2 separate regions of the Triticum aestivum genome follow, and region 2 is linked to region 1. The links are chromatin contacts, called in public Hi-C maps. All regions are on one chromosome and are shown on one strand. The core of a region is the stretch at or near the end of the contact, and the rest is flanking DNA. Distances in the headings are between cores, read along the strand shown. Region 1 holds the start of LOC123121557 (dormancy-associated protein homolog 3). Region 2 holds the start of LOC123124812.

Evidence for each region. A called contact is a pair of places that touch in the nucleus more often than the background predicts.
Region 2: a Hi-C map of leaf shows a contact between it and region 1, with 6 times the contacts expected there. The contact joins the promoter of LOC123124812 here to the promoter of LOC123121557 in region 1. A contact is called at or near these places in 3 of 5 Hi-C or Micro-C datasets (all in leaf) and 1 of 1 datasets of contacts at active chromatin or transcription factors (leaf).

The regions. Positions count from the first base shown.
Region 1 is chr5D:332,838,941-332,844,208 of IWGSC CS RefSeq v2.1, forward strand. It overlaps LOC123121557 (dormancy-associated protein homolog 3), which reads right to left and starts at 2,545. Exons shown (of 4, transcript XM_044541567.1): 1 at 2,395-2,545; 2 at 1,948-2,252; 3 at 1,746-1,860; 4 at 1,132-1,599. The coding sequence starts at 2,227. The coding sequence ends at 1,572.
Region 2 is chr5D:333,113,389-333,118,656 of IWGSC CS RefSeq v2.1, forward strand. LOC123124812 reads right to left here and starts at 3,767. Exons shown (of 1, transcript XM_044545365.1): 1 at 3,123-3,767. The coding sequence starts at 3,554. The coding sequence ends at 3,198.

The sequences.
Region 1 (5,268 bases), core at 1,295-3,794:
AGATCATGGTGCACCACCCGCCACCGTGCGAGCGACCCCAAATATGGCTCCTCAGATCTCGTGGAGCTCCACCGCCACCTTCCTTCAAAATTTCCACCCAAGTTATAGGCAATGAAAGGTTTTTTTTTGAACATCAGTACACACACAAGCGCTCATATACACGCGCATACATTCATCACTATGAACGCACAAATGCACACCCTACCCCTATGAGCACCTCCGAAAAACCGAGCCGGCATATCATCTTGAGATTTACGAAGTCACCGTAGGCGCCTCGTCGTCGACGGTAACGTCTCCTCTCACTGAAAGTGCATCGCCGAAAATTCTGAAATAAATTCAAGAATAATGCGAGCACCAGGACTTGAATGACCTGAGGATACCACTGTTCCTCTTACCATCCACTCTTACCATCCAACCACATCCACATGTTGCTTCGCATAGGCAACGAAAGATAAATATCCCAACCTCGACGAATAGTCGTGCCATGGCGTCGTCAACGTCGATCACCACACAAATTTATGACCTGTCAGACATCAACAGCTCCATCCGCTTGACCCTGCAATGCAAAGGAGGACGGTGACATCGGAAAATTCAGGCAAGCCTCCCGTCGATCTGACACCAGGAATTCTTCGAAGCAAATTATTGGTGCCGTGCCTTTTCTCTGAACCAGCCCTAAGCAAGAAGAGGATGGATACCTTACAATAATCTATCAGAGGAGTGGCTCACCAGAGATTCACCTTTTCTCTCTCAAAAAATAAAAAAACTAGAGACTCACTTTGTTTTAGAAAGACCATGCTGCTAAACTAGGCCTTAGCCATGCATTACACTCGTCAAGCTCCTTGATGACTTTCCTTGAAAACCTTCACCAAAACGCTCAACGATCGATAAATATCCTAGTTCTCGTCGGCAAATGAGGTGCCCCGTGCAGTCAGTATCACGAGCAAGTACACCCTCCGATCTGTCAAATCGTCAAGAGGCCCATCCTTTTGACCCTAACCGTACAGAGAAGACTGAGCACACATAACCTTCACATCGATCTGACACCACCCTCGAACACGAATCGAGCAAATTATTGGTGCCATTTCTTCAACTAGCCCGACCAACCAGGGAGGACGCCTGACAATAATCACAGGAGTGGAGGCTCACTTAGCCATGCATTATTGCAGACATATTTTACACTGCATGCATTAGCACATGCTGCCCGCGGGCCTTGTACAGAGCAGCTAGAGCTCAACATCCCCTCTGATCTAGTGCATCTACTGGTAGGATTTACACACACACACACACTTCACATCGGTCTCATTCGCCTCAGGTCGTTGCACGTCGCCGGTTGCCTACTACCAAAGTTTTCCTTGAGCTACCACTCGGATCCATCTAGCACATCCTTTGCTACGAAAACTCGCACCATCTCACGTGGAGTGGATGTTTACAGCGGAAGTAGTACTAGTACGTACATAACTGATACAGTAACATATACTGGGACAGGGTTCCATCTTCCGGTCAAGTTTGCAGCTACTCTCCTTGTGCTCGTGCGCTTCTCCGTCTTGGTGGATCTTCTTCTTTTTTCACGGTTAGCGGTCGAGCGAACTGATCACCACCCTGCAAGAGACAAGGTTCAGAGGCATCAGATTTATGGCTACTGTACTAGATAGAGTCATGGTGGTTGGATCTAGCATTTGGGTTCGTGATGTGGTGCGCTCGAAAACAAGAGGGGATATTCGGTTTGAACTTTGAAGCCAACGCACCAGTCGAAGACGGTGGGGCTCCTGGGGGTGCCGGGGCTGGCCTCCATGCCGTCGGCGGCCATCCTGCCTTTGCGGCGCAGCTTACTCCAACCACTCTCTCCCCTGGGTGTCGTTGCTGCAGTCACAAGCAAGCATGTCAGCCACATCACGCCGGCCTCGTCGTACGAGATAAAAAATAGGAGGCAAAGGTGTGATAAGATACCTGTGCTGAAGGGGGAGTCGGGGACGCTGGCCGGGGACGAGGGCGCGGAGCCGGAGCCGGACTCGCCGCGCGGCGACGTCACGGACAGAGCCGGCGGGCGGAGGATGGTGATGCTCCGCGTCACCGCCGGCGCCGCCACGTCGGCCGACGGCACGGCAGCGGTCGTGCCGGCCGCCGAGGAGGACGGGGAGAAGGAGGCGTACTTGCGGAGCCTGCCGAGGCCGTGGTCCGGCCGCGGCCCGGCCACCGTGTCGTCCCACAGCTGGTCAAGAAGCCCCATGGAGCGCACGACGATCCGATCAAACCTGCGCGTTGCACGTACGTGGTAGATCAGGAGCCACGTTCATACAATCATGATCATCTCCTCTTCTTCCTCCGGTTAATCTGTTCTTGCCTCGCGTGTTCTTGGCCGAGAGGGAGGGGCAAGGGGATGGAACTGATTATTACCTTTGGTGTCGAAGGGTGTGTGTGGCGCAGGCGCAGGCGCAGGCGCAGTGGATCCTCCTTCGTTCCTTCCTTCTTTGTTGGAGGGAGGGAGCGGGTGGAGTTTTATAGATGAGGCCGAGGGGTGGTGGGGAGGGGACGTAGGCGAGATATTTGGGGGGCGTACGCAACTCTGGGATCGCCCATCTTTCTGTTTCCGGGCTCCGCCTTGCGCGGTCGGCTCGGCTCCTGCGGTCCAGCGTAGCCGACGCAGTTTTTAGCCGTCCGGGATTAGGAAATGGATAGAGTGGGAGTGGATAAAATGGGAGGTGTGGTGTTATTTTCGGGGTCTTCGTCGGTAATTGCGGGTGATGAGTCAAACAAACCGGATAGGGTTGTTATATCGGATAAAAGTAGTTTGGGATGCGGATTCCCGCTAGTGTCGGAGTACTGAATCGGCTCAACCTGCAAAATGGATTTTTTTTTCTTTGAGGATCTGCAAAATGGATCTTGAGGTGTCAAGGACATGATAATGATGTCATCTATATCTACACCAATATAAAAAGACCCAAAAGAGCAGATTCAATTAATCTCGTCCATTAAATCATGTCGATCCAATGACCTAGACCGCTTCAATGTCGAGCGCTCAACACGTTTAGCGTGCATTTAATTTCATGCTAAATATAGTGCTAATCACATAATAACACGCAAATAATATCCTACTTAATATCCGCATGCACTAGTAAAACTATTCATCACCCAGGATGCAGAATAAGTTATTCTTCACCCGAGATAATCTTACGGTCGCTTCATAAACAAATTACGTTCGGAATACAAATAGTTACATTCATATTGATTCACTATGTAAAATTTGGTATAAGAAAACAAAAAAAAAAGTTATAAGATCAGAAATATCACATTTTATGTATGTTTTACACTATGTTTTTACGTTCGTAATTTTACGTAACATAAAATATTTTTTACGGCGAGTATATATTTTCTTACGTTCTTTTTTTAGTATGAAATAAGAAGAAATTTACGAAACCTAAAAATACGGTGCAGTGATGTCAAAATAGAGAGGGGTGAAGAATAACTATTCCTCACCCAGGGTGACGAATAGCGTGACCCATGCACTTAATATACTTTCAAATTAACATGCATTACACGTACACGTTGACTAGTCTAGTAAATGTGACATACTCAGAAAACCTAAAAAAAATGTCTTCTTTTAAGGACTCAATAGTTGGCAACATTTTTGCTTGCGGTTTCTTTAGAACCCGTTGCATTTTCTTCCGAGAAGCATGGCAGCATATGAGAAGATGGAAATTTTGAGGCAAAAACGAGCAGAAATTGTCATCATTTGATACCGTGTTGCAACTAAAACGGGGCGTTTGTGTATATATATATATATATATATATATATATATATATATATATATATATATATATATATATATCTTGTTACTACAGATAAGGCTAAGATATAATTCATGATACATTTGCTTATTACCAGCTCTAAATTACGTGGCAAAGCTAAGATAAGTGGATTTTTTTTGGTCCTTGCCATTACCGAACTTGATATTCGGATCACCCCCTCCCCCTCAAACTTTCCTATTTTAGTCTGTACCACTAGCTTTGCAAAGAAATAATGTGTATGTCCTTACGCGTCGTCTTCGCCAATTGCCTCCAGGTTGATTTTACTTTGCTCTATTTCCTTCCATATGGGACCACTACGCAGCGTCAACCGCAATGTTGAGGAGTGTTAGAGGAAGAAGAGATTCAACACACTTGCATTAGCTCAGAGGCTGGGTTTGTATACAGTTACATGACCGCAGCCACGGCTAGATCGTGTGCCACTACTCTTGCCACTACGCCCACTACAGGCACTACCACGGTCTGGGCGTGAACACAACTGCACGCGCACACGCGCTGGCAACACACGCACACACACACATTGACTATGTCTGCTGACACCCCCCGCAGTCGTGACATCGTCGGAGGAGACGCAAAGACTGGAGCGGAATTCTCTGAAGATGTCTGCTGGCAGCCCCTTGATCATCACGTCGGCGAACAGCTGTCGCGTGGGGACATGCAGGATGCGGAACTCGCCCAACGCGATGCGCTCGCGGACGAAGTGGATGTCGAGCTCGACGTGCTTCGTGCGCTGGTGATGAACGGGGTTGCTGGAGAGGTAGACAGCTGAGATGTTGTCGCAGAAAACCAGTGTGGCGGAGCGCACCGGGCAGAGCAGCTCACCGAGGAGCTGCCGGAGCCAGACGCACTCGGCGACTGCATTCGCCACGGCGCGGTACTCAGCTTCCGCGCTGGAGCGGGACAGAGTAGCTTGGCGCTTGGATGACCAACTGACGAGGGCGTCGCCGAGGTAGACGCAGAATCCAGAAGTGGAGCGGCGCGTATCTGGGCAACCGGCCTAGTCCGCGTCAGTGTAGGCGCGTAGATCGAGGTTCGTCGAGGCATGGAGATGGAGGCCGAGACCGGTGGAGCCCCGAACGTAGCGAAACACACGTTTGAGCAGAGCCAGGTGCCCAACCCGTGGGTCGTGCATGTGTAGACACACTTGTTGCACAACATAGGCCAGCTCGGGCCGCGTGATCGTGAGATACTGCAGAGCGCCCGCCAGGCTGCGGTATGCAGTAGGGTCATCGACAGGCGGCCCGTCGGCGGCGGGCAGCTTGGCCTTGGTGTCGACCGGAGTAGCGACGAGCTTGCAGGTGTCCATGCCGCCGCGCTCGAGGATGTCGTCCGCGTACTGCTGCTGGGAGAGGAAGAACCCCGACGGCGAGCGAGTGACACGGATGCCAAGAAAGTAGTGCAGTTCGCCGAGGTCTTTCATGGCGAACTCGCCAGTGAGCTTGGAGACGATGCGGTGGAGAAGCG
Region 2 (5,268 bases), core at 2,517-5,016, 280 kb after region 1:
CTCCACTGCCGCAGCGTGAAGCTCCTCCGTCCCGCCGCGTGAAGTTCCGCCACCTCGCCAGTGTTGCGTGAAGCTCCACCCTCCTCTCTTCCGCGGCTCCTCCTCCCTCCTGCAACAGGGCATGACCGGACGTTGACCATGACGACGCGCGACGCGGCCTTCTCGGTGCTGTTGGGAGAGATGCTCTGCTCCGGCGTCTTTTTTTTAAAAGAAAAAAAACAATCTTTGCCGTCTGTAGTTTAATCTGACTGACGGCAAAGCACACTTTTTGACTAACGGCAAATAACGCGTTCTTTGCCGTCTGCTATTTTTTGCCAGACGACAAATTCACAGATTGGCTGACGGCAAAGTCTTTGCCGTCTGTCCGACAAAAAGCTGACGGCAAAGTTTTCTTTGCCGACTTATCTTTGCCGTCTGACTTTGCCGTCTGCTTCCTGACGGCAAACTCTTTGCCATCTAGATTTAGGTCTTTGCCGTCTGTAATCCACAGATGGCAAATTACCTTTTTCCTGTAGTGGCCGCTTCCTGGCGAGCGCCAACTTGAGCGCGGACGACATCATAGATGTCACGCTACTCCACGACGAAGTTGGAGCACGCTGCGGCCATGGCCGCCACGGCCTCCTCGTTCGCGTGTTCGCCGTAGATTTGGCCCTCTGCCAGCCGGTGTTGCTCCAGGAGGAACATGTTGTACCGATGTTCCTCCTGCGCCTGCTGGAGCACCGACAAAGGCACCTGCGCAGGCTGCACCTCGGCCATGGCGGCGTTGTAGTCCGCCTGCGCCTACTTCATGGTGAAGTCGGCGTGCACAAGAGGCATGGGAGCCGAGGCGGTGTCGTCGGAGTCCGTCTTCATCATGGTGTCGGCCTTGTCGTCAGAGACCTCGGGCGAGCTGGCCGACAAGCCCGCCTCGATGCGCCTGGCACGGCGGATCTGCCAGGCGGCGGCAAGGGCGGTCACCGCATGCTTCATCTAAATGGAAAGGCTCTTCCATAGAGCTTCGCCGCCTGCAGTCACAGCGGATGCCATGCAAGCGAGGAGGATGCGGAGCGTCTTGTGTTGTGGAGTGGAGTTAGCCGGGTGTGGCCGCCTTTAAATAGCAGATTCTGGTGAGGCCAGGCGTCTGGGTGCGTCAACATGCAGTGTCGGAGTGGATTTCTCAGGCGGCGAGCCTGCTTAATGCGGCGTACGGATGGACGTACGGGGCATTCAACAGGCATGGTACATATTCGTCATGTCCAGTCACTCATCTCCGGCATTGAACATGTGCAGACACCGAAGACGCGTCGCGCGCCGCTTCAATAACGGAGGCATTGAAAGGTCGCGTCCGCCCTGAGCCGTCTTCAATGTGGAGCGGCGCAAGCTACAACGGCATGAATGCGAGCAGCTGGCACTGGGCAAGAACGCGCGCCGGCGAGGGAGGAGGGGTTTAGGTGGGCCAAGGCGGTTATAAGAGGGCATGGGAGCAGTCCGGACTCCCGCAAAGCCCCCACGTTTGTCTGCAGTTTGCGGGAGAAAGTACGTCCGGGTCATGCCGCGGACCGATATAGACCGCATTGGATAGCTTCTGCGGTTCGAACAATTCGAATCGCATGCGGTAAGTTTGTGGGTCGGTGTTGGAGATGCCTTAGGTAAGATATGTTCTGCTCTATTAGCAGAGCACACACCCATCGGATTCTGAACTCCTGAAAAGGCTATTGTAAACCACTAAAGTCTCCTTTGATTTGTAGGAACCCAAAAGATAGGATTTGCATATGAAAAATTCTTTTAGAGCCCTTTGGTTTGTAGGAATAGAATCTTATTTCTATGGAGAAATTTTTTCTATCCTTCACATTTTATAAGAAAATAAATATTAGCCTAAACTCAATGATTTTTTATGATATGAATCAGATGGCATTTTCTTTTCTATTTCTATTCATAGGATTTCAGATACATGTCATTTCATTTTCTATGATTTTTCTATTTTTATGACTTTCCTATCACCAAAGTAGGCCTAACTTCTTCGATGAGCGGCCTATGCTATTGGAGTGTGTGCGGGAAATGGTTTTTTGTTACAGGATGGTTCAAACTCCCGATCGCCGTTGCTTATCGCCATGCGTGGTGCTCTAGCTCTATGGCCATGTCAATCCTGGTTCGGAAACCTTTGCAGTAGTAAATGGAGAATTCACGATGGTCTTTTATTTTCTGTCGAGCGTGCCAAACCAAAACAAAAGAAGCAAAAAATCCGTTTGAAAATGTTTTGGTAATGGAACCTACTCCGATAAATGCTCAATTGCTCATGGCCTAGAGTAGACATGAGTGGAAAGGAAGGGCAAACCGGAGCCGAGCGTTTTAGATTGATCGATTGATCTCCACAGTCGGAATCAGAAAAGAGAGAGGAAAAGATTGAAAAATAGACTGTCACGAGTAGATCTTTGAATCTAAGGGGAGACTCGATTTTCCCCGCTGAGTTACCACTTGCTCCACTGGAGGAAGTAACATCAATCGCGTTCGGATTAGGTAAAGTTCCGGCAAAGTCAGCATTATCCAAAAAATTCGGGAAAAGAGAAATACTGAATTCGACCATGTACCGACAGCTTAGGATTCAGGGATACTGCTTTTCGCCCCTTCTCTTTATATTCCTCGATCCATTATCCACCGGTCAGTTTCATAGCAGTAACTAAGGATTTAGATCATATTCCTATAGTCCTATATTTCACCTTCAGCCTCAGCTAGGATTTCTTCTTCTTCTTTTCCTTTCCTTTTTGTCGATGGAAACTACGCCCTTCCCTTTAAGAGCAGGCTGTGGCGAGAGAAGGAGCAGACATTAGACAGTGGCCGATCCGAAGTGGATGTGTCTTTGCCACGCTTTTGTGCTGGCGCTGCGTCTTCCCGTTCTTTTTCTCCGTGACGATAACGCTGTCATTTTCACGTAGGAAAAGTACGATTGCGGTGAGTCAGCGACCGCGACTCGTGCGATGGAGGAGATGTCTATTTTATACGCCTTACTTATTACATACGTACTCCGATTGAATTTTTTTAAGGAACTGAATTGAACTTTGTGCTGCGTACATGGCTTAGATAAACATGTGCGCCGAATTTGATCATATTATTAACCCGTTTTTTAGGAACTGAACTGAACTATGTACCACGTAGCCGATTTTATTTCAGACGATCTTAAAATAAAATCTCGTTTCGTCAACTTCGGTTACAACTGGAGACTAGTAGTACGATCGTTCCCCGGGGCTGGGAGCCACGGCGAGGCCGCAGACGTTACCGAGGATGGTCGGGTAGATATCGGCGAACGGGGAGCCGGAGAACACCGCGCGGTAGCACCCGGCGCCGGCCGTCTCCAGCGCGCGGCAGCAGGCGTCGCTGCCGCGCACGCCGAAGAAGGACCTGACGATGTCGTCCGTGCAGCTCTCCGCCACCACCCGCGACGCTGCCTCCGCGCTGCCGCTGCAGCCAACGGCGGACGGCGCCTCCGCGATCTCTGCCGCGGCGGTGGCCGGCGACGAGGTCGATGTTAGCAGCAGCAGGACCAGTGGGACGAACAATGGAGGGAATGGCCGGGACATGTTGGATACTGTACTTGGAATTCTTGCGAGCTGTGACTGATGTGCTGCAAATAGAATGACCGGCCATGAATTATAAGGTCGAGCGATGTGCGGTTGTCTCCTCCGTTTCTTAGTTTCGAATCAGCAACGCGCGTTTGCTGATCCGTAAGCTGCACCGGAGTTTGTATCCACGCGTTTTTTATTTCTTCATAGAAACGTTTGTATCCACGCGCAGGCGGTGACCCACACGGATTTTCTCCCAATGCTCCAGACTACACGGAATGGGTCACCAACTTTCAGAAATGCATATTGGGCCAGGCCTAATGAAGCGAACCAACAGGCTTTATTTGGGCCGGTTCAGCGTCTTGAAAGTTTTCAGGTCCTCAAAGAAAGTTCTTCATCGATTAAAAAAAAGATCTTCAAGGGCCAACCTATATTAATCATTCCTTTAATTCTTAAGAGCTGTGCACTGTTCTAACAAAAAAGAGTTGTTGGTCAGAAAAAAAAGAGTCGCACTCTAAAAAAAGAGTTGTGCACAATTTGCTAAAACGGAATACCTTTGCAAAAAAAAAAATAGCATTTTATTATTCTTATAATAAAGAGGGCAGCAATCCTTTAAGAACTTCGCAGCTACAGCTGTGCATATGTAGTACCGGGCACTCCAGTATGGGCGCATGACTAAACTGGAGGCAACATTATTCCGCCCTCAAAGTCATGATGGAATTGGAAGCACCCGAATTAACTAGCTTAGCTCACTCTGCGCGTCGGTGATCTGTTTCCTCTTCGACGTACCACACGGCTAGCGTTCAAACAAGCTAGCCTAGAAGATACGATACCAGACTAACCAAAAGGCCATCGTATATATTACATGCATCCAGCTGCCGGAATCCAATCCCTGTGCCGTGCAATCATATGGCTATGGGACACGCCCGCCCTATAAAAACAGCAGAGGTTTAATGCCACAGGCCCGGCGCCCATCCCGGACGAAACACGGAAACACGCTAAACGCAGCGATCCATTTACTACCACGAACGAAGCATGAATGGAGAAAAATTTAACCGCCACCGACCTGTGTAGTGCAGATCACATGGCACGATGGCTTTTCCCGTACCCTAAATTTGTAAGATGAGCTTTGCGCGTCACTGCATGCATGCATGCATCGTGCGGTGCCTTGGAGAAGCCGGAAGCGCGCCGCGCGCTTTTGCGTGCGCTTCCCGTGTGGAGTGGGGTGGGCTCGTTGGCCCGTCGGTACTCAGCGGTCATGTGCCTGCACGTTGCCGAGACCGGCTTTCCAAGCGATGCCCTGGCTGGCTGGCTGGCCTTATCTGAGAATACATCCTCTAGCATGATTGATCTGTGCTAACGTACAGTACGTACACAAGTTCAGGCCACGTATGTGACTTGTGTAGTATTGTATAATAAAGTGAGATTAAGCAAAGTGACACGGAGTAAGTTTCATTTTTATTAGTACGTTACCACGAGGCTAGCTGAATATTTAAAGATTGAGAACGGGGATGTGATAACGGTTGTGCGGTTCGTTTAAACAATCCGGAGCAGAATAATGTTCAGATGCAGTGCATGCATGAAAAGTTTGGACACGTACGCAAAGGTACTGTTTTGCCACCGAGTCATTAGTTATTGTTTAGCGCTTAAGAATTGTGCTGATCGAGATGTCTGTGCAGGGGTGCAGTACTCAATATTTTCCGGCGCCCTGTTTTGCTGTGTCGGGTCACAG